Linked DNA regions of Mus musculus: all the other regions are linked to region 1. A link is a contact called in public ChIA-PET data. All regions are on one chromosome and are shown on one strand. Each heading gives the region's core, a stretch centred on a gene start, on an enhancer-like site or on the middle of the called end of the contact. The rest is flanking DNA. Distances are from core to core; before and after follow the strand shown. Region 1 has its middle 34 kb from the start of Gm40607. Region 2 has its middle 8.6 kb from the start of Il22ra2. Region 3 holds the start of Perp (PERP, TP53 apoptosis effector). Region 4 has its middle 43 kb from the start of Gm33104. Region 5 overlaps Gm33104 (predicted gene, 33104). Region 6 has its middle 72 kb from the start of Perp.

Evidence for each region. ChIA-PET counts read pairs in DNA pulled down with a chosen protein or histone mark.
Region 2: a contact with region 1 is called in an RNA polymerase II ChIA-PET map of effector CD8 T cells, with 160 read pairs. The contact joins two enhancer-like sites. A contact is called at or near these places in 2 of 39 promoter capture datasets (hematopoietic stem and progenitor cells and hippocampal neurons), 3 of 115 datasets of contacts at active chromatin or transcription factors (cardiomyocytes, effector CD8 T cells and epiblast stem cells) and 2 of 9 other capture datasets (adipose tissue and liver).
Region 3: an RNA polymerase II ChIA-PET map of effector CD8 T cells shows a contact between it and region 1, with 10 read pairs. The contact joins the promoter of Perp here to the enhancer-like site in region 1. A contact is called at or near these places in 7 of 39 promoter capture datasets (the 3T3-L1 cell line, 3T3-L1-derived adipocytes, hematopoietic stem and progenitor cells and 3 more), 10 of 484 Hi-C or Micro-C datasets (B cells, CD8 T cells, the G1E-ER4 cell line and 7 more), 4 of 115 datasets of contacts at active chromatin or transcription factors (effector CD8 T cells, pancreatic cancer cells, stem cell-derived neural progenitor cells and 1 more) and 1 of 9 other capture datasets (liver).
Region 4: a contact with region 1 is called in an RNA polymerase II ChIA-PET map of effector CD8 T cells, with 14 read pairs. The contact joins two enhancer-like sites. A contact is called at or near these places in 4 of 484 Hi-C or Micro-C datasets (Th2 cells, double positive thymocytes, embryonic fibroblasts and 1 more) and 8 of 115 datasets of contacts at active chromatin or transcription factors (CD8 T cells, T-cell acute lymphoblastic leukemia, effector CD8 T cells and 4 more).
Region 5: a contact with region 1 is called in an RNA polymerase II ChIA-PET map of effector CD8 T cells, with 51 read pairs. The contact joins two enhancer-like sites. A contact is called at or near these places in 6 of 484 Hi-C or Micro-C datasets (CD4 T cells, CD8 T cells, Th1 cells and 3 more), 11 of 115 datasets of contacts at active chromatin or transcription factors (CD8 T cells, Th17 cells, effector CD8 T cells and 7 more) and 1 of 9 other capture datasets (embryonic stem cells).
Region 6: an RNA polymerase II ChIA-PET map of effector CD8 T cells shows a contact between it and region 1, with 84 read pairs. The contact joins two enhancer-like sites. A contact is called at or near these places in 1 of 15 datasets of contacts at CTCF or cohesin (CD8 T cells), 9 of 484 Hi-C or Micro-C datasets (CD4 T cells, CD8 T cells, LSK cells and 5 more) and 9 of 115 datasets of contacts at active chromatin or transcription factors (CD8 T cells, bone marrow-derived macrophages, effector CD8 T cells and 6 more).

What each region holds. Positions count from the first base shown.
Region 1 is chr10:19,208,337-19,211,474 of GRCm38.p6, forward strand. No RefSeq gene overlaps it. Among named protein-coding and RNA genes, the nearest start is that of Gm40607, 34 kb to the right of the region's middle. Within about 2 kb of position 1,630, at least 57 of the 459 cell types and tissues checked have an H3K27ac peak or open chromatin away from gene starts, as enhancers often do. A contact at or near this core is called in CD8 T cells, Th1 cells, Th17 cells and 6 more, where this site is marked.
Region 2 is chr10:19,611,820-19,614,957 of GRCm38.p6, forward strand. No RefSeq gene overlaps it. Among named protein-coding and RNA genes, the nearest start is that of Il22ra2, 8.6 kb to the right of the region's middle. Within about 2 kb of position 1,537, at least 127 of the 459 cell types and tissues checked have an H3K27ac peak or open chromatin away from gene starts, as enhancers often do. A contact at or near this core is called in effector CD8 T cells, where this site is marked.
Region 3 is chr10:18,843,592-18,846,729 of GRCm38.p6, forward strand. Perp (PERP, TP53 apoptosis effector) reads left to right here and starts at 1,480. Exons shown (of 3, transcript NM_022032.4): 1 at 1,480-1,815. The coding sequence starts at 1,602.
Region 4 is chr10:19,528,577-19,531,714 of GRCm38.p6, forward strand. No RefSeq gene overlaps it. Among named protein-coding and RNA genes, the nearest start is that of Gm33104, 43 kb to the left of the region's middle. Within about 2 kb of position 1,720, at least 62 of the 459 cell types and tissues checked have an H3K27ac peak or open chromatin away from gene starts, as enhancers often do. A contact at or near this core is called in CD8 T cells, effector CD8 T cells and memory CD8 T cells, where this site is marked.
Region 5 is chr10:19,504,663-19,507,800 of GRCm38.p6, forward strand. It overlaps Gm33104 (predicted gene, 33104), which reads left to right. Exons shown (of 4, transcript NR_152784.1): 3 at 1,378-1,594; 4 at 2,129-2,656. Among named protein-coding and RNA genes, the nearest start is that of Gm33104, 20 kb to the left of the region's middle. Within about 2 kb of position 1,554, at least 81 of the 459 cell types and tissues checked have an H3K27ac peak or open chromatin away from gene starts, as enhancers often do. A contact at or near this core is called in CD8 T cells, Th1 cells, Th17 cells and 3 more, where this site is marked.
Region 6 is chr10:18,915,529-18,918,666 of GRCm38.p6, forward strand. No RefSeq gene overlaps it. Among named protein-coding and RNA genes, the nearest start is that of Perp, 72 kb to the left of the region's middle. Within about 2 kb of position 1,688, at least 53 of the 459 cell types and tissues checked have an H3K27ac peak or open chromatin away from gene starts, as enhancers often do. A contact at or near this core is called in CD8 T cells, effector CD8 T cells and group 2 innate lymphoid cells, where this site is marked.

The DNA.
Region 1 (3,138 bases), core at 380-2,879:
CCACCTCACGTCTCTTCTTTCTCAGTGTTTTCCTAGCATGTGTAGTTTTCCATGCGAACAATAGTGTTCATTTATCGAGTTGAAGCATTTGAAGTGAGCAGGGACTTGTTTTATTGGAATTTCACTAAATCTTCAGACTTAAGTCACTAGATCCCTTGGAACTGGGGTACAGACAGCTGAGCCCGTCAGCGTGGGGGCCAGGAAGACACTTAGGGCCTCTGAAAGAACAGCCCATGCTGTCACTGTTGAGCTCTCTCTCCATCCCCTTGTTTTCTTATTTTTATTCTCAAGTATTTAATCTCTTAATTCCATTGTAAATGAAAGTTTTTAAAAGTATTTTTAAGCTGGTTTTTATCTGTATATATGAAATCCATTGACTCTTTTCACCTGATATTTTAAAACATAATTTTATTGCTTATAATATATAATCCTGATATATTAATTCTTTGAAATTTGCTTAACGCATACAATTTACTCTAACAAACCGAAAAGACTTCCTCATAAAATATATTGCTTTAGTGAGGTGACCTGTAATTACATTATTAATTGTGTGTTGTTTCTAGTAAATGTAACCAGCTATTAAACATAGAATGTTTCTAAAGTTAGTTTAGAATTATCTACCTCAGTGGTATTAACTTTTTATTTCAAGCATGTAATTAAGAAGGCTGACACTCAGGGATGGGTCAGCTCAGGTTCCAGTCAGGCTGCAAGATAGACTCCTCTTTTTTAACAGTAACACTCACTAATTCTCAACAGACACCATCTAAGGGATATCAAACACAGGTGCTTGTTTTCTGAAAAACAAAACAAAACAAAACAGCAGCAATGTTTTCCTCTGTCTTCATAAGTTGCTCTTTCCTTGTTGTGAAAAAAAAATTCTTGAGAAAAGCAACAAGGGAGGAAATTTGTATTTTGACTCCCTTCATATGGTTTCAGTCCTTCAGAGACAGTGTAGAACAGTGTGGTGGGAATGAGTAACAGAGGGTCCTCACACCACTGTGGGACAAGAAGCAAAGGGAATGGGGCTAGAAGCAACGAAGAGAACAGTCTTTCAGAACCTAGTCTTCATGACGTATTTCCGGGACACACTTCTGGAATCTCAAACCCAGACCTCATGAAGTATTTTCAAGATTCAGGTGTCACCTCTAGAGACCATCAGCCAGGAAGCAAGCCTCCATAGCTTGAGCCAGTGGGTCAGAGCATTTCTCCTCTCTTCAGTTCCCTTCAGAGACTCCCATTTACTTCAGCACACCGACCTTTTCTGTGCCACCTAAATTGTCAATACGTATTAATAGACAAGTTCACAATATTTGGAAGTGCCACAACATCCATAAAGGTTTTAGATGAATTATACTATAGCTTTATTCACAGCACTTGCACATATTTATGAAATGGAGTACTGAGAACAACTGTACATCACATAATGTCATTTCTGTCAGAGACAGACCACACTCATGACAGTGGCAGGCAGCAGCTTCGGGTTTGTGGTGTCACCACATAGCTTGAGGACATTATTTTCACATGTGTCTAATTTGGTCTCACATTAGTTTCTTCATCATGACACAGAAACTGGCTGCTAACATTGCCAGTAAGAGACCCATGGAGTGAACTGAAAACAAAACTGAAAGTAAAAATCAGTGGTTTGCATTGCTCATCAGGTGGGCGTGTCATGGTCTACTTCAGCTGTGACCCTCCAAGAACAGGAGCAAAATGATAACAGCTATTTAAAAATCTGCTTCATGAAGGCAGTGACAGCAGCAACATCCCAGAAGAAACTATCAGCTATGGAGATAGTATCAGTGACCTGTGTAGATTACAAATAGTGAAGCCCTTTTCCTCTAGCCACTATGATGATCAAGAGCGAAAGGCTTGTTTGTAATGTTCACTGAAAAGGCTAGATGGAACTATGATAATGTGTTTGCTGCAAGCTCTGGGTAGTTCTTAATGACTTCAGAATCATTTACAGTCTGAAACTGAGTGAGTGATGGGTCTGTACATACAGGCGTGTGGTACTTAGGCCTTTACCACTTAGGTCTGTGTGAGTTCAGATGTGCATTTGCACCATGGCAAGACAGCAAACTTAACTGCAAATTTCTCCGAAGGCTCTCCTATTGCCAAGAGACATGTGAGTGTACACGTGCAAGTTACTCCATCGTAGACAGCGTTTTGTACAGAGATAGATTTAGAGCCTTTGTAAGAGCTCCTTACATGCCTCTTCTCTGGAGGCCCCAAAGTACAGGCTGATTACACTTGCCCTGCATGATGACCTGAGTCTATCCCACAGCATTATTAGAAACCAGTATGGCTGTAACACCTAAATGTTCCTGTAAGACCATCTTTCCTATGTATTACATACACCTTCTTTTGAAAGTTTTATACGTGAAGCTGGAGAGATACTCAGTGGTTAAGAGTATATGCTGGACAGCCTGGGACAGGATCCTTTCAGTTTCAGTCTGCAGCAGGAGCTGATACTGTGCCACAGCTCTCCATATCCAAATAATGCCAGGAGAAAGCTGGTCTCCCAGGAGTGCCCAAACATCTGTGAGCACAGGTAAAACCACCCCTTTTGCTCAAATTCTTGACCCAAGAGGGACCCACCCAGAGCCATCAGGACACAGGAACCAAGGAACAGGCAGAGACAGTTTCTATCTGCATCTCAGAGCTGACCCTGTGCCACAGCTCTCCATACCTAAATTCCTCCCAGAGAGAACTGGTCTCCCAGGAGTACTGACACATGGGCTTTCAGGAGGGACAAGCCACAGTCAAAGACAGCAAAACCAGCTAACATCAGAGATAACCAGATGTTGAGGGGTAAGGGCAAGAACATAAGCAATAGAAACCAAGGCTACTTGGCATCATCAGAACCCAGTTCTCCCAGCACAGTGAGCCCTGGATACCCCAACATACCAGAAAAGCAAGACTCTGATTTAAAATCACATTTCATGATGACAATAGGGAAATTTAAGAAGGACATAAAGAACTCTCTTAAAGAAATACAGTCAAACACAGGTAAATAGGTAGAAGCTCTTAAAGAAGAAACTCAAAAATCCCTTACAGAGTTATAGGAAAACATAACCAAACCGGTGAAGGAATTGAACAAAACCATCCAGGATTTAAAAATGGAAATTGAAACAATAA
Region 2 (3,138 bases), core at 287-2,786, 400 kb after region 1:
AACCCTAGACGCAATCTTGTACCAAGGAGCTATTTCCAGTATTCAGAACATGTCCTTTTGCAATCACAACTGAGTGCATTTTACTCCTGACTAACTACTCTGATACTGTTTACTAAGGCATGAACATTTATCATGTTGGATTGCCATCCCTCTGAACAATGGCTGTTCATTCATTAGTCAGTTCTGTGTGTGTATCACAGTTTTAATCTTTAAAGCTTTCTTCTAGTGTATATTAGAGCTCTCAGCATTGTGACAGACGCCTGAGAGAAACAACTGATGGGAGAAGAGATGTATTTGGGCTCACGGCTTTGGAAGTTTCACACCATGGTCAGCAGTCACCGTTGCTTTTAGGTGTGTGGTAAAACAGAAACATCAGGACCAATGGACATGCCAAAATCACGTCATGACATCCAGGAAACAGAAAAATAGCAGGATGGGCCAGAGTAAAAATAGACTGTTCACACCCATGCCGTCCAATGTCGCCCCTACGCTCCAGTTCCAGTGTTGTTTACTCAATAGACTAACTCATCAGTGGCTTAAGACGTTAGATCTGAGCCCCAGGCTCTGTTCATCTGTGGGAAAGCCCTCAGCTACTGAGGAGTGCGCTTCACTAGTCTAGGCATCTTTCTACTGATTTTTTGTAATAATTGTTTTTTGTTTTGTTGTGTTTTGTTTTTTTTTTTAATTATCTATGTATACAAGTACATTGTGGCTATCTTTCAGACATACCAGAAAAGGGCATCAGATCCCATTACAGATGATTGTGAGCCACCATGCGGCTGCTGGGAATTGAACTTAGGACCTCTGAAGAGCAGTCAATGCTCTTAACCACTGAACCATCTCTCTAGCCCCTAGCTGTTTTGGGGGGCTTTGTTTGTTTGTTTGTTTGTTTGTTTTCTAAGGTCAACTATAGACTTACAGACTTTTTTTTCTTTGCCAGATTCCACCCCTTCCCCCATTTGAAGTTCTTTGGGGATTTGAATCAGCATTCTATCACTATAATGCTTACTAATAATGACTAATTTTCCATAGTTAAATGCTCTTCAATACAAGTCTTTTATGTCCCTTATTCGCTTTAGACATCCTAAGCACAGGGTATTTCTTACTACGTTTATTTTTAGCATGCTGTTCTATGTTTTGTGTTGACAAATGGAATATTCTCTCATATTGAGGTTTATGAATGGCTTCATGTTTAAACAGAAATACTATCACATCAAGTCATCTAAGCCTTTTCATGGTTTCTGACTGGCTTCCCCAGTGAGTATTTGCGCTTTCACAGGTTAGAGCCTTTGCTGGGTGCTGTCCTCTTACCTCAGGGCAGCTCCCCTGGGGTTCCAGTACAGAGCACAGCCAAGCCATTGCTTCACCCAGCCTTGCCTTGTAACCATACGCCTGTCTACTCAGTCTGCACTTCATCTCTCTCCCTCCTTGCTCCTTTTCACGGTAACTCAGCATAAAAGTGGCAAAACAGCGGCTGCTATCTTGCCTTGAAATTTCCTTCACTGAGCAGAGTCTGTTACTTTAAAACAGCCTGTCTCAAGGTCTCAGGAAACGGGCAAGAGGAAGCCAGATTCTATGCCACATTGTAACCTCATGAGCCAGCCCCCAACAGCCTCCAGTCTCTCCTCCTAGTCTTCCAAACTCCCACCACAGCTGTTGAGCTGTTTACAAGTTTCTAAGGGAGTTTTCAGCCTGGATTCTCAAACTCTTCCATAATCCTCTCACAGACGCTCTAAAGACCATAACAGTCATACCAACACCCTCATAACAACACCACTCTCAGTACCGACTTAGTGACAAGCATGAATTACTTGTGTTGTAGATTAGGCGCTCTGCCAGCCTGACTTTGGGCAACTCAGCCACAGCCACTTAAGTAACTCACCACTGTCAGGGGCTGTGCCTTTCCACCATGCAATAGGAGAACCTTTTAAAGTGTGCTGGCCACCCCAGATCTCTGTGGGCATCTTGCTTATTCATTCTGTCTGTATCTGTTTCTGTCTCCATCTCCCTGTCTGTTTTCTATCTGTCTGTCTGCCTATTTGTCTGTCTGTCTGTCTGTCTGTCTGTCTGTCTCCCTGTCTGTCTCCCTGTCTACCTGTCTGTCTCCCTGTCTGTCTGCCTGTCTGTCTGTCTGCCTGCCTATCTTCCTGTCTGTCTGTCTGCCTATCTTCCTGTCTGTCTGTCTCCCTGTCTGTCTGTCTGTCTGTCTGTCTGTCTGTCTGCCTGTCTGACTGACTGTCTGACTTTCTGTCTGTCTGCCTGTCTCCCTGCCTGTCTCCCTGTCTGTCTGTCTGCCTATCTTCCTGTCTGTCTGTCTGCCTGTCTCCCTGCCTGTCTCCCTGTCTGTCTGTCTGCCTATCTGACTGACTGTCTGACTGTCTGTCTGTCTGTCTGTCTGTCTGTCTGTCTGTCTGACTAGCTGGTTCATGCCCCCACTCTGAGACACCCTTTCAATCTCCTCTGTCTCCCAGCAGATGTCTTGCCTTCAGCCTATTCTGTGGCATGATCTCTGAGTATCACACCTTGGCCCCAAACCACCAGGGTACCTGGACAGAAGCGGATTTGGGAGAGAGTGTTTGCTTGGCCTACAGGTTGAGAGGTTACATCCCCGTCACGGAAAGCTTAGTGGGAAGAGCTGCAAACACTGAGTGATAGTTGGGAAGCAGGAAGGTTAATAGAAGGGTCAGGGGCAATTTAAAACCTCAAGTTCCACCTCCAGTGACCCACTTCCTCCAGCAACCCCCACCTTCCTACATTATACAACTTCCCAAACAAAGTGACACCATCAGGAACTGCAGGGACTTTCAGTATGATGGAGCCAAGGTATGGTTAAGGGGCAGGCTTTTATTGTAGACATGAGGGAGAACACAGCCAGAGGTGTCTCCACAGCAGGGAGGGAGGGAGGGAGGGAGGGACGGAGGGAGGGAGGGAGGGAGGGAGGGAGAGAGAGAGAGAGAGAGAGAGAGAGAGAGAGAGAGAGAGAGAGAGAGAGAGAAAGAGAAAGAGAAAGAGAGAGAAGAGGATTGAACAGCATTATAAGGAGAGATTGGCAGTGTGCAGGGCTGGGAGAAGGTTGGGATTCAGGGTAAACCAGAAGAACTGAGAAGAGCCAGAATGCCAGCATAGACTCTACAACAG
Region 3 (3,138 bases), core at 230-2,729, 360 kb before region 1:
TCTTGGCTTTAGGCATCAATTAGTTTAGCTTTTGTTATTTTTACCTTGAGAAATAAACTATATCTTATTCCCCTTTGAGCCGACAGAACCAATTAATTACTATAGTCTCTTTCAGAGATTCTGAACAGTCAAAATTACCTTTGACCAGATTGATATTAAGGAGTCCCTCTCCACAAAACTGTGGAAATTGTATCACAAGAATGAGGACATAATATAAACATATATATATATGCGTGTGTGTGTGTGTATTCCAAAATTATTCATTAAGACACCAGTGGAAACTCATTTGATTGGTAAAAATACGACTTTTCCACACAGGACATAGCTAGCTAAAATATTTTCATTACGTTTGAAAGCCTTTAGGTCCTAACGTTTAGGGCATACGCACCGCACTTGTCCTGTGGGCAATGAACCTTGCTCAACGTGTATGTGCCTCTGCGGTTTTCAGGACTGAAATGCTTACTGGTTTCTGCTAAGTGAAGGCTGGGTAGTGATATTCTTTGGACTCTGAGACAGATCTTCTCAGTGTTCTTAGTCTATGCGTCCTAGTAACTACTTCTGTTGCGAGCGTCTTGTGTAAGAAGGAAATACCACTGAGTGCTTTCCATATCTTTAAACTGACATGAGGTGTCAGAAGATTTCGGGGCACGGGGTAAAAAGTGAATGCTCTGGTTGATCTCTCCCTGGCCACCATTGACCTGGCACTGGGAATTTGTTTCTCTCAGCGCCACTCCTGGCTGATGCCCCACCCTCCCTGCTACAAGTGAAGATTCTTAGGGACAGAAGCTAGCTCAGGATTTGGGGAGGATTTCAGTTGCTTGTGCATGCTGACACGTGCTTATATTTGAAAAAACAAAAACTGTGTAAAGTAGATAGAAAGGGTAGATGTGTGGGGAACACACTAACTGGGGCAAAGGGAACTGAAGTTATCAACACCAAAGCTACCCGGATTAAGAGACAGCCTCCGCAACCTAGAGTGAGCCACTGGGACCTGCTGGTCACCCAGCCTGAACCACCAGAGCACAGAACATTTGCGTGTCTATGGCAGCAAGAGCCAAGGTCCAAAGGTAGATCCGGGCAGGAAGTGTAGGATCTGCCTGTGGAAGCCAGGGACAGACGCTCCCAGGTTTGAACCCACAAGTCCTTACATTTTAGGGCCCATCATTTATTTCACAGGCTATTGGGATGTCCTGGGCACGGTGCTTGGAGCTCAAGTGTAGCCTTAGCCATGCTCCTTACACTGTGTTAATTTAGGGCAGAGCACAGGCTGGCGCTGGAGTGTCCACAGGTGTGTGCGCTGGGCTGGCGGCAATCTGGTGGGACTGCAGGCGGCTGGAGGCACAGGCACGCCCACCCTGGCGACGAGCCCGGGGCGAGCCTGAGCTCTGCCGCCCGGGTGACCCAGCAGGTCGGGGCGGTGCGCTCTGAGTCACCGGAATCAAGGTGTGGCTGGAGCGCCGCTCCCCCGCCGCCAGCCCGGGGGCCGCGTCTTCGGGGGAGCCGCCTCTTCCTTTAGTCGCGGTGTCAGCGCTCGCAGGACCACTCTTGGCCGCTGCTCCTGCCCGGCGTTCCTCCGCTCCGCGCCCGCCGCCACCGACGACATGCTGCGCTGCGGCCTGGCCTGCGAGCGCTGCAGGTGGATCCTGCCCCTGCTGCTGCTCAGCGCCATCGCCTTCGACATCATCGCGCTGGCCGGCCGCGGCTGGCTGCAGTCTAGCAACCACATCCAGACATCGTCGCTTTGGTGGAGGTGTTTCGACGAGGGCGGCGGCAGCGGCTCCTACGACGATGGCTGCCAGAGCCTCATGGAGTACGGTGAGTGGCCGCCGCCTCCGGGAAGCCCTTGGGGGCCTGAGCTGTGGTAGCAGCTGGAGCTGATCTTTAAAAGGTCAGGGGTAGTGGGTGTTTCAAAGTCCGCTTAGAGTTCAAACTTCAGAAGCAGCAGTTTTGGGTGACCCGAATCAGGCTCAACCCTGAAAGACTCCAACTCATTTAAAAGTAAAGTTTCTCAGTTACCAGTGCAAACTGATGCCAGTCATTGCAAAGTACGTATAAAAATAAATAATATGCCAGGGTGAATTCATTTCATTTCATCTAACTTAAACTTTTTTTTTTTAATCTTATGAGAAAGTCCTTTCAGGCCAAGTAGGAGCAGTTATGATTTAGATAGATATTTCAGTATCTTAGCTGTGGAGCTGTTTCATGTTCATTCTTGTTCTGGGGAGTGGCCTTCGTTGAAAAGTGAATGTTAAGGAAGTTTATCTGAGTCTGATTTAAAATCGGAGAAGTAAACACTTCACTGAAGTTGAGTTGCCACTTTTAACACATCGCAGGGAAACTCTGTACACATCGCAGGGGAACTCTGTTTGCCTCTGCCAGGGAAAGGCCCCAAGTACTTGATTTACAAGTTAGTAGTAGTCTTTGAAAAAACAAAACCAAGAAAAGCCTTTTCTCCCTCAAGCAAGTGTCCCTCCTGTTTAGGATGGAGACAGTAGTGACCAGCAGTGTGTAGGGAGCAGTGTGCAGGCTTTACGGGTCAGTTTGCCCCCTTTAAAGGAAGCAAGTTACTTTTTTTGTTTTCATTCATTTTCTAGATTAACCATAACTTGATTCTTTTCCTAAAGCACCCAGGACTTCTGCCAGACGCTGTTTGGTTTGGGTTCTGGCCCTTATCAGCTTTTTCTCCCTGGAAGAACTTCCTCAGACAGGGAGGCAGGCAATAAAAGGAGAAGACTACAGATATTCCTGCTTGTTTTAAAAGGCCTTTGCTCTACCTAAAAACAGGCATAAATGCTTGGCTTACAGGACTTTCTATTGCTTCGAATCTTTTAGTTCTTACAGGCATTGTGCTGCCTTGGAATAACCTAGCTGTTTCTTAAAATGAATTCAAACTCAAGTCTTTCAGGGGCTATAAGAGGTATGCTTGTAGGTTTTTAAAATAGACTTTGGTAATTATAGCTCACTCCAAGGCTGATACAGCCCCAAAGAATACTCAGTAGCAGAAGTTAGCTTGCAGAGGCAGGAGCAGCATTCTTGCTGGGACATGATTTGGCCTGTAGGGCCCTCTTGTGAAACACACACAGTGCCATTTCCCTGTTTCTTGCCTTGTAGGGTAAGCTCATCTTTTAGGGTGTGCCT
Region 4 (3,138 bases), core at 470-2,969, 320 kb after region 1:
CATAAATAAACAAGATGGTAAAGTGCTAATTTCTTCACCTATCACAGGCATTTTTACCTGCCCAGGCATACCCAAGGTCAACCCTGGATGTATCTCAGCTTGCATGAAGTTGTGGGCCTACCAGCTATCTTTTCTTTGTTTAAGATGATCAGTCTGAAATCTGCCTCATTTGCTTAAATCAGCCCTCTGGAATAAGGTGGTAGAGGGAGATATTAGTTTCCAATCCCTCTCCTGCTCGCCTGGGGAGTCTGCCTGCATGAGCACCTGTTGTGTTTCTTCAGTTTTAGTGAAATCCATTGCATACTGTGCCTAAGATTCTTCCTGATCAAGAATTGCAGAGGGATACAAGTCTGTTATAACAGGGCCTATCTCGTGCTTCCAGTGCTTCTGTGTTTGTCAGGTGGAACACAGTCTGACTGAATGTTAGTGAGCCAGCATCCGATCTAGACTTTCTTTAAAGCCAACAATTCTCTATCCTGCCATACGACTTAAACAAATATTTATAGTGTACTTTATCAAAAGATACTTCGGCTATCAAAGGATAGCTTAACAAGCTCAGTAGAAAATGTATTTTTTACAGTGTAAATAAGTAAGTTTCATTATAACTATATCCATACACGCAATGGAGAACTTTCTAGTCAGAGAAACTAAGTATTTATTATCTAGTTCCTAATTAGGCTTTCAATATCAGTGGAGAGTTTTCAGTGGTTTGATATGTTTTGTTTTTCAAAAGAATTACCTAACACATAGCTTTTATTCCATTAAAATCCCTTAAATGGAACAGTGAGAAGGAGGAGGAGAAGGAAAAGGAGAAGGGGGAGGAGGAGAAGGAAAAGGAGGGGGAGGAGGATGAAGAGGAGGAGGAGGGGAGGAGGAGGAGGAGAAAGGAGAAGGAGAAGGAGAAGGAGAAGGAGAAGGAGAAGGAGAAGGAGAAGGAGAAGGAGAAGGAGAAGGAGAAGGAGCAGGAGAAGGAGAAGGAGAAGGAGAAGGAGAAGGAGAAGGAGAAGGAGAAGGAGAAGGAGAAGGAGAAATCTGTGATGATAAGGCAGACCCGTAAAACTGGTGGTCATCATCATCTTGCATCTTGGTGAGGGCTCGGAGTTGTGATGCCTTCCATAGAGAAAGAAATAAATGATTAAACCGTACCTTGAAGGATAATTAGGTATCGTTCAAGTAAAAAAGAAGAGGTGAACAAGAAGTACACAGAGGCCATAAGGTAAGGAGGGGACACTGGTAACAGATGTTAGCTGAGTCATAACCTCAGGGCAGGGCTGACTCAGCCACAGAAAACTCAGGCTCAGAATGTGAAAGGTGAGGAGTTCAGAACATGGCGAAAACCATCTCTTTAGACTTCTTAAAATCATTTGACTCAAATCAGGAATTCTATAAAGTCATTAATTCATCTAAAAGGCATTAATTCATGAAAGTTCATCTTCATGTCAATCTGCAGCTGAGCAAGACACCGAGCTGTCTCCAGGGTGCTCTTGCCCACTGTAGCTCTTCCTGCCTGGTGTCCAACAGTCTAGAACTTGGTGCTCAATTGCTTAGGAAAAACAAAGGAGGGGGTTTTGTGTCTGAATTCTATGAAAGGAGTAGTGTTATGACAGGAAAGTGGGGCTGGAGCCTAGACCAGAACACTAACATGTAAAAGGACCTAGCTGACAGGAAGACCCAAGCCCCTCCTCACCGGGGCTTCACGCAGCTAATAGAGTATGCACAATTCAAACACGACACACCACAACCTCAAGAGCAGGTGTGCTTATAAACACCCTATAAGAAGTTCACACAGTGTATGGCCCACTTCCTGAGCACGTGTTCTTCCGTTGGCTCACTAGCCTACTTCTGTCTCCGAAGGCTTGTCCTTTTCTTAATAAACCATCTCTATGTGGCTATGATGTGTCTCTAGTCCAGTTCTTTATTGCAGCACACACAAATCCAAATATTTCAGCAAATTCATTTTGCCTGTTGCCTAGGGACTCAGATCCCCATCTACCCATGGCCACTGAGATAGAAGCCTGGATGTGTCAGTCAAACCATGAGTAGTAGATACCCTGAAAGGCTCTTTACTATTAAATTTATCCAAGCTAATCCATTTCAAAATAAGACATTGAACAATGCTAGTGAGTGAGTTCTTCAGAGAAAGCATGAGAAAAGAAAACAGTAATAGACCATGGTAGCAGTGGGTGTTAAACTCATGAAGAAAAAGAGACAGAACGTGAGCTTGAGCCTGGTTGGGGTATAGCTTGGTAGTAGAGCACTTGCCTACCATGGGTTTCAATCCCCAGAAAAGATGAGCTTACAGAGGATTCTGAAATTTAGGCAGAGATATGCGTGAGGAACAGAGAGAACTCTCTAAACCTACATAATCCCCTGAAGTCACTCAATTAAAAACCAAGTTATTATATTGGATTATCTAAAAGTAAAAATCCACTTACATTTAATCTTCAGAAATAACTCACTCATTATGCATTCAAGTCTCCACAGAGGGATTTGCAAGCCAAGGACAGTGGCCCAGAAAAGCAAAACCTACCTCTTTCCTATTACAAGTGCACACTCACAAATCTGCAAGAGTTTGCAAAGGCAGCTTTGAACACCTCTTTCAACACCCAGCTTAAAAGTATTCTGTAATATGGTCAATTAAAAGCTGCTTCTCTCTGAAGAATGGCAGGACTCCCAGCTCTGTGTGTGGAAACCCCGGCTCTGTGCTACAGTTGTTGTTGTTGTTGTTGATGTTGTTGTTGTTGTTGTTGTTGTAAACTACATAAGGCATGATTGCCCCGCCACCACACACTTAGGTTATCAAAGCTTGTCATGGTACCTGTTACAAAGCATGAGTGGGTGCTTAACTTTTTTCAGCCTAATTTGTTAACTCATCACTCAATAAATAGCTGATAGATGATGAAACACCTCTAGAGTATGTGACACACTAAGATAAATTCAACAGGAACAGATATGCATGAGCCCCACCCTCAAGGAATTCCCAGGCTATTAGCAAGGGCTGCAATCAGAACACAGTTAGAGCAAATATTCGTGTACTTGCAATTCACAGTTCAAAGGTCAGGTGCTGTGTTCTATTTACCTAATAAGGCATTTGCCCAGCCTTGGAGGCTCAGGAAGCTTGAGGAAGTGATGTTTTGG
Region 5 (3,138 bases), core at 304-2,803, 300 kb after region 1:
TTCGAGGTTCAACTAGCTCAGGGGAAATCGTTAGCATGTTGGCTGCCATGCAACGAAGAACAGTTTCACCTTAGGGTGACCTAGTGCCCAGCTCTCCATTCCTAGAAATGACTCCCAACTCATCAGGAAAGCAGCACCTCAGAGAGGCAAGGCAGAGTCAGACACAAAGTGGAACTCGGTCACTGTCTGGGCTTGCCTTCAATCGTAATTGTTTTTAAAAGTCCTCCAGAGGAGGAAAAGTAAATTTCAAAGATTCACAAGGAAAGAAACCACAGGGGTCACCATGATGGAGCAAAACTGAAACAGTCCTCTGAGTTTTTTTAATTCACTTAGAACTTTTACAGAGTGTCTGCTGAACACCAGTTCAAGTGCTGGTCTAGCTCAGATAGAATCCAGATACTCTATTTTACATTCATTCTCTCTCTCTCTCTCTCTCTCTCTCTCTCTCTCTCTCTCTCGGTGTGTGTGTGTGTGTGTGTGTGTGTGTGTGTGTGTGTGTGTGTAGATCACAGCTACCCAAAGATTTGAAGAATGAGAAGATTTTTTAACACCAGAAACACTTTTAATAAGAATCCCCCGTACTTCCAAAAAGTAGTTCTTTGGATATTCATGGTGCTTTCTATCTCATTCCTTGTCCCTCTCCTCTCTCTTTTAAAGTATGCAATTTATTGGTTTTAAGCAAGGACACTCAGACAGATGACACCCTAAAATATGTTTTTGACTTCAACCTACTAAGTGTTAGAGGAGCTACAAATGCAAGGATCACCTTCCCCAGGAGTTCTCTCTTCTACCCAAATAGCAGATCTGTCAAGGAAGAAGCTATCTTTGGTCCTCTTATTGAAGCCTTATTAACCAAGCAAGATGAAATCTAAACCATATGAGAGAATGAAAATTAAACAGCATCTCCAGGGCCCAGAGACGGGAGCAAACTCTCCCTTCTGTAACTTGCTTTTTGGTCATGGTATTTCATCATGGCAACAACAACAAAAATTATCTAATATAAATCAATGAACTGATCAGATGATAAACAGATGATTGATAGATAGATAGATAGATAGATAGATAGATAGATAGATAGATGATAGATAGATAGATGATAGATAGATATATAGATAGATAGATGATAGATAGATGATAGATAGATAGATAGATAGATAGATAGATAGATAGATAGATAGATAGATAGATAGATCGACAGATAGATAGATAGATAGGAAAGATACCCACAGTCTGGGCCCTGTAGAGAGGCTCATATATTTCTTACTTAAGTACATGACAGAACATCAGTGAAGTTGGAAAGTATCTTATAATGAATTGAAACCTCCGGCAAACTTCAAAAGTTAAAATGAAACCTGTTTTTCTCTTTCCAACTCCCAGGCAACTTGCTCCCTAATGTGGGACTATCTGCTCCTCGCCGGCCTGCTATTGTGTGTCACTTAACAAGCGTCCAGGCTTGTCACCATGCCTCACATTGACATCTGTCAGCACCCTCAGTCCCTTACATCATTCATAACCAACAGACGTCCTTGTGGTTTCACACTGACCCAGCCCAATTCTTAGTAAAACCGCTTCCAGTTGACACTGGTGCTGAATGGTAAGAAGTCAGAACAGAACACAAACAAACCAACATCAAGGTGTAATTGATGCTCTCACTAGCTGATGAGGAGAAAAATCTTGATATAGCATTCTCATTGTAGGATTTCCAAAACTCTGTTGAAAATAGTCATGATTTCTTCCTGGAAAGGAATAGAAAGGCTCTAGATGTCTTGTGGAGTCAGCATGATGTGACACTTACAGGTTCTACTTATTTGGAGACAGTAGAAATCAGAGAGAAGGAGAAAGGGAAAGAGGGAGAGAGGGAGGGAGGGAGAGAGGAGGAAGGAGGGAAGAGGAAGAGGAACAGAGAGAGGAGAGCCCATAAGCTTGCCAAATCTCAGCTTTCCTTCCCCTTTCCTCTGTGCCTGCCCAAACCAGCTTTAGCCTGAATAACATTTGAGACCTGGCTTCTGGGAGCCCTGCCCTAAGCTGTTATGTAATTGCAGGGTGTCCTGGCTGGGAAGCAAGGGTGCTTCAGGCTTTCTGCTAACTCCAAAGTCCCATTTATTTCTGGTCCTGTTCTCCTCTCCAGGAAGAAACACACCAGGTCCTTTAGCTGTTAGAAACTCTGGAATCTCTCTGTGGATCTCTTCTCCCTTTGATGCTGAGCAGTTTGATCCTTCTCCTGACCTCTGAACTCCAACCCTTGGAAGAACTTGTCCCCCTTTCTAATCACCTTCTTCTGTACATCTTCAACATTTTCCTTCCAAACCATACATCCCTGTGAGGAGTGGGTGTGGCAGCAGTCTCAAGATGGCACCCGGGACTGCAGCCAAGTCTTATGACTTGCACCTGACTTCCTCATACACCTGAAAATAAGCCACGACCATCGCGAGAACTGCGCAGGTGCACCATGATGCAAGATCGGACCATATGACGAGTGATGATTCTGGTCAATGAACTGTTGTTACGTGGACTGGGCTGATGGGGTGTGGTTGAGAGGATATATAAGGGATTGCGATTGGGGGTGGGTTGTTGTTTTTTCCTGGAGAGATTGATTTCTGGAGAGAGATTCATGCATGATGTTGAAAGGTTCCTGAATAAACTGCTTTGAGAAGTACGTAGTGTCGCTCTTTTCTGCTGGTTGGAATAGGAGGCGACACATCCCATATAATTAAAGGCCTTAGAGTGTGGGAGTCTCTTTTCACATTTAAAGAAACACTGTTTATTTGAGACAGGGTCTGCTGTAGCTATGGCTGGCCACAAACGTACTACAGGGACAAAGACGACCTTGGACTTCTGATCCCCCTGCCCTCACCTCCTAGATTCTGAAGGTAAATCCAGGATTGCAGGCACGCATGCTCTGTCGAGCCCGTTTTATATACTGCTGAGGATCAACCCAAGGCTTTGTGGGTGCCCCATGCCAAGAACCCCCTTCTAGTGATCCAACTGTGGCAAATAGTGCTTAGCAAAGTGTGCTTATCCTTTCTTGTTACCAGTTCTGCTTCAAAGCATCACAAACTCTTATTTGTCCACCAGTGTAGCAACAGAAGAGCCGATGCTGAGAACAGGAGGCACTGAGGGGCAGCGAGGGGGCAGGGT
Region 6 (3,138 bases), core at 438-2,937, 290 kb before region 1:
TCTAGGCAGGTCTCCCTGATGCTTGACAGCCTTGTTTCTGTTCCTTCTCATATATTCCCAACATAGTCATCAGTGATCATGGAAACAAGGCCAGAACGTGCCGTTTCTGAACCTGAATATTCCCAAGCCTGAATATAACTTCAGTGACAAGATGGACGCCACTTTTCCGGGTGCCTCCGATTCCAGCACATGACACTTCATTGAGGGGAAACTAGAGAGTGGTACCGATGAAGACTTCAGTCATTGTAGCTTGTTGTCCATAAGGACTTCGGTCTTCATAGCTCACATTCACAGAGAACTATGTCACCATAGGAACCTCGGTCATCACAGCTCACACTTCACAGGGCCCTCTGCTGCCATAGTTCACTGCTCATAGGGACCTCAGTCACGATAGCTTACTGTTCACAAGGGCCTTGGTCACTATAGTTCACTGTCTGTGGGGACCTCAGTCATTGTAGTTCAGTGTTCATAGGGATTTCGGTCACCATAGCTCACTCTTCACAGGGCTTTTTGTTGAGATTCTCCTTTAGGCTACAACATCCTGTTCTTGGATGACCTAAAGCCACCGTCTTAGAGGATTTGCCATTCAGTTTTCAATCAAAGCAATTCTGTAAATTCACACTAAAAACGAAGCAAAGGAAGTAGAGGCTACACTTGAGTGAAAGCCCTGTCCATCTGATGCCATCTCCAGAGACAGCATCTCCTCTCCACTTCTCGCACTCCAGTCAGTCTCTAGCCCCTTGTTAGAACAACTGGATCTACTTTCTGGGGTGAGGCAGAGACAGACAGACAGGTAAATAAAAATGCAGAGACACACACAGTGTCTCTGGAGGGAGAGGATGAAAAAAAGGGAGAGGGAGAACCTGGTGTACGGTTGTACCAAATAAGAGGAAAAGGAAGACAGGATGGAGGAGGATTTAAAAAGGATTAAGAGACACAGTGGATTTGCTGATGGGTTGTGGAATGAAAAATGGTTTTCAAGGTCCTCTGAGTTGCTTTGGGGAGTAGTATCATTGTTCATAGTCTCTCTCCCTCCCTCTCTCCCTCCCTCCCTCCCTCCCTCCCTCCCTCCCTCCCTCCCTCCCTCCCTCTCCCTCCTTTCTCCCTCTCTGTCTTTCTCTCCCCCTCTTTGTCTCTGTCTCTATCTGTCTTTCTCTCTCTCTCTCTGTGGGAAAAGTTCCTTGCTATAGAAAAAATATGTATCTGTACCATTATATCAAGTATATTTTACTTTTACCTTTAAAATCTCTCTCTGAGGGTTAGGGGTATAGTATAGTGGTACAGTGTTCATCCAATCACCAGCATTGCCAACAGCCAGTTCCATGCCCCCTTTTGCTAGTCCAGTAAATTTAAAATTAATCAGGGCGAGCTGAAAGGGAGATTCAGGAATCCACAAATCCTATGGAAGAGTTTACAGGCTGTGAACTTACAACAAAGATTTGTTTTAGGCTCAGATTTTTCTGTATTCAATTTGGGAACAAACTATTCCATCTGCCTGAGAGAAATAAAAATCTTAAGGGGAAGGAGTAGCTTTGAACACTGGGACTTTAACCATGAAGAGAGACAATATCAATTATTGCTCGCCTATAGTCAAGCAGGACCCAGTTCACTGTCAGACACTTGAAACAGTCTGAACCCAGCTATTTGGTTGAGTATATAAATTGACCACCAGATGGCAGCATATGATTTTTAAAAGAAACACTACTCCCCTCCCCCCACCTTCCAGCCCCTGCACACCACCCCCACACCTCCAAAGTGTACACAGAGAGGTAGACATCACCCATAGTGAACATTTTTCTTCTTGTTCCTAAAATTGGAATGAAATGAGGAATAACACAGAGAAGTAAGAAACAGAAGGAAAGAAGTAAGCTGAAGGAAACGTGGGAGGGAGAAGATTTAAAAAGAAACTAAAAGAAAAAAGAAAAAAAAGAAGCATATCCAACTAGATGACAGTTCATCACAAACGACAACGGGCGGGCTGCTGATGTAGGAAAGTTCCGAGGGAGGAAACGGTGCTATAACCACAGGCATTCACAGCCTACATGTGTGAGTGAGTACAAGATAGACTCTTGACCTTCTTCTAAAAGCAGCTGTCTCCTTGGGAAACTACAAGAATGAGTTTACATTTTCAACATGTTTTCTTTTCTTTAAGGCTCGAGTTACCTGAATTCTCCATTTGTATTTGAAACTTATTTTAATCAGTGTTCTTCAAGGAGGTCATGCACACTGGATTCCATGGTTGGACATGCAAGTAAGGGAAGTGACTCAAGACAGCAGAAAGTATTCAGACACATACCAACAGGGATGCATCCATGTAATAAAGAGGAAAGACACACACCAACAGGGATGCATCCATGTAATAAAGAGGAAAGACACACACCAACAGGGATGCATCCATGTAATAAAGAGGAAAGACACACACCAACAGGGATGCATCCATGTAATAAAGAGGAAAGACACACACCAACAGGGATGTATCCATGTAATAAAGAGGAAAGACACATACCAACAGTGATGTATCCATGTAATAAAGAGGAAAGACACACACCAACAGGGATGCATCCATGTAATAAAGAGGAAAGACACACACCAACAGGGATGCATCCATGTAATAAAGAGGAAAGGAGAAGGAGCTTTGAGCCAAGAAGCTCATGACCTGAGAGGGATTCTCGGGATCTGTCTCTGACTCTCCACGGACCACAACCACTACCCAAGACCATTCTTCAACTTCTTCAACTACTCTCTCTTTCCTAACTAACTAGTATGTCTCGAGAGTGTAAGATGGGACAGATCTCACATAGTGGTGATAGGCTTGGGCATTGAGGCTTCTTTGAGTAGGGCTTTCTACCTCTACAGTAACGACATCTTGGATTGGATAATTCTTTGTGTACTCTTTCCATTATAGCATAGTTAGTAGCCTTCTGGCTGCCACTTGCTGGATGCCAATAATACACCCCTACCTAGTTTATGGCATCCAAAAGCATCTCTAGACATTGACAAGTGTTGCCTGGGCAGGAGATTTGCTACCTTCCCTGTTTTGGAACCTCTGCTCTAGAAAGACTCTAATTATAGGGATGAAAGACATTATAAAGGCTCTGCTTTCTTGCTTTTCTTCTCTTGGGAAAAATTCTTTCTGAA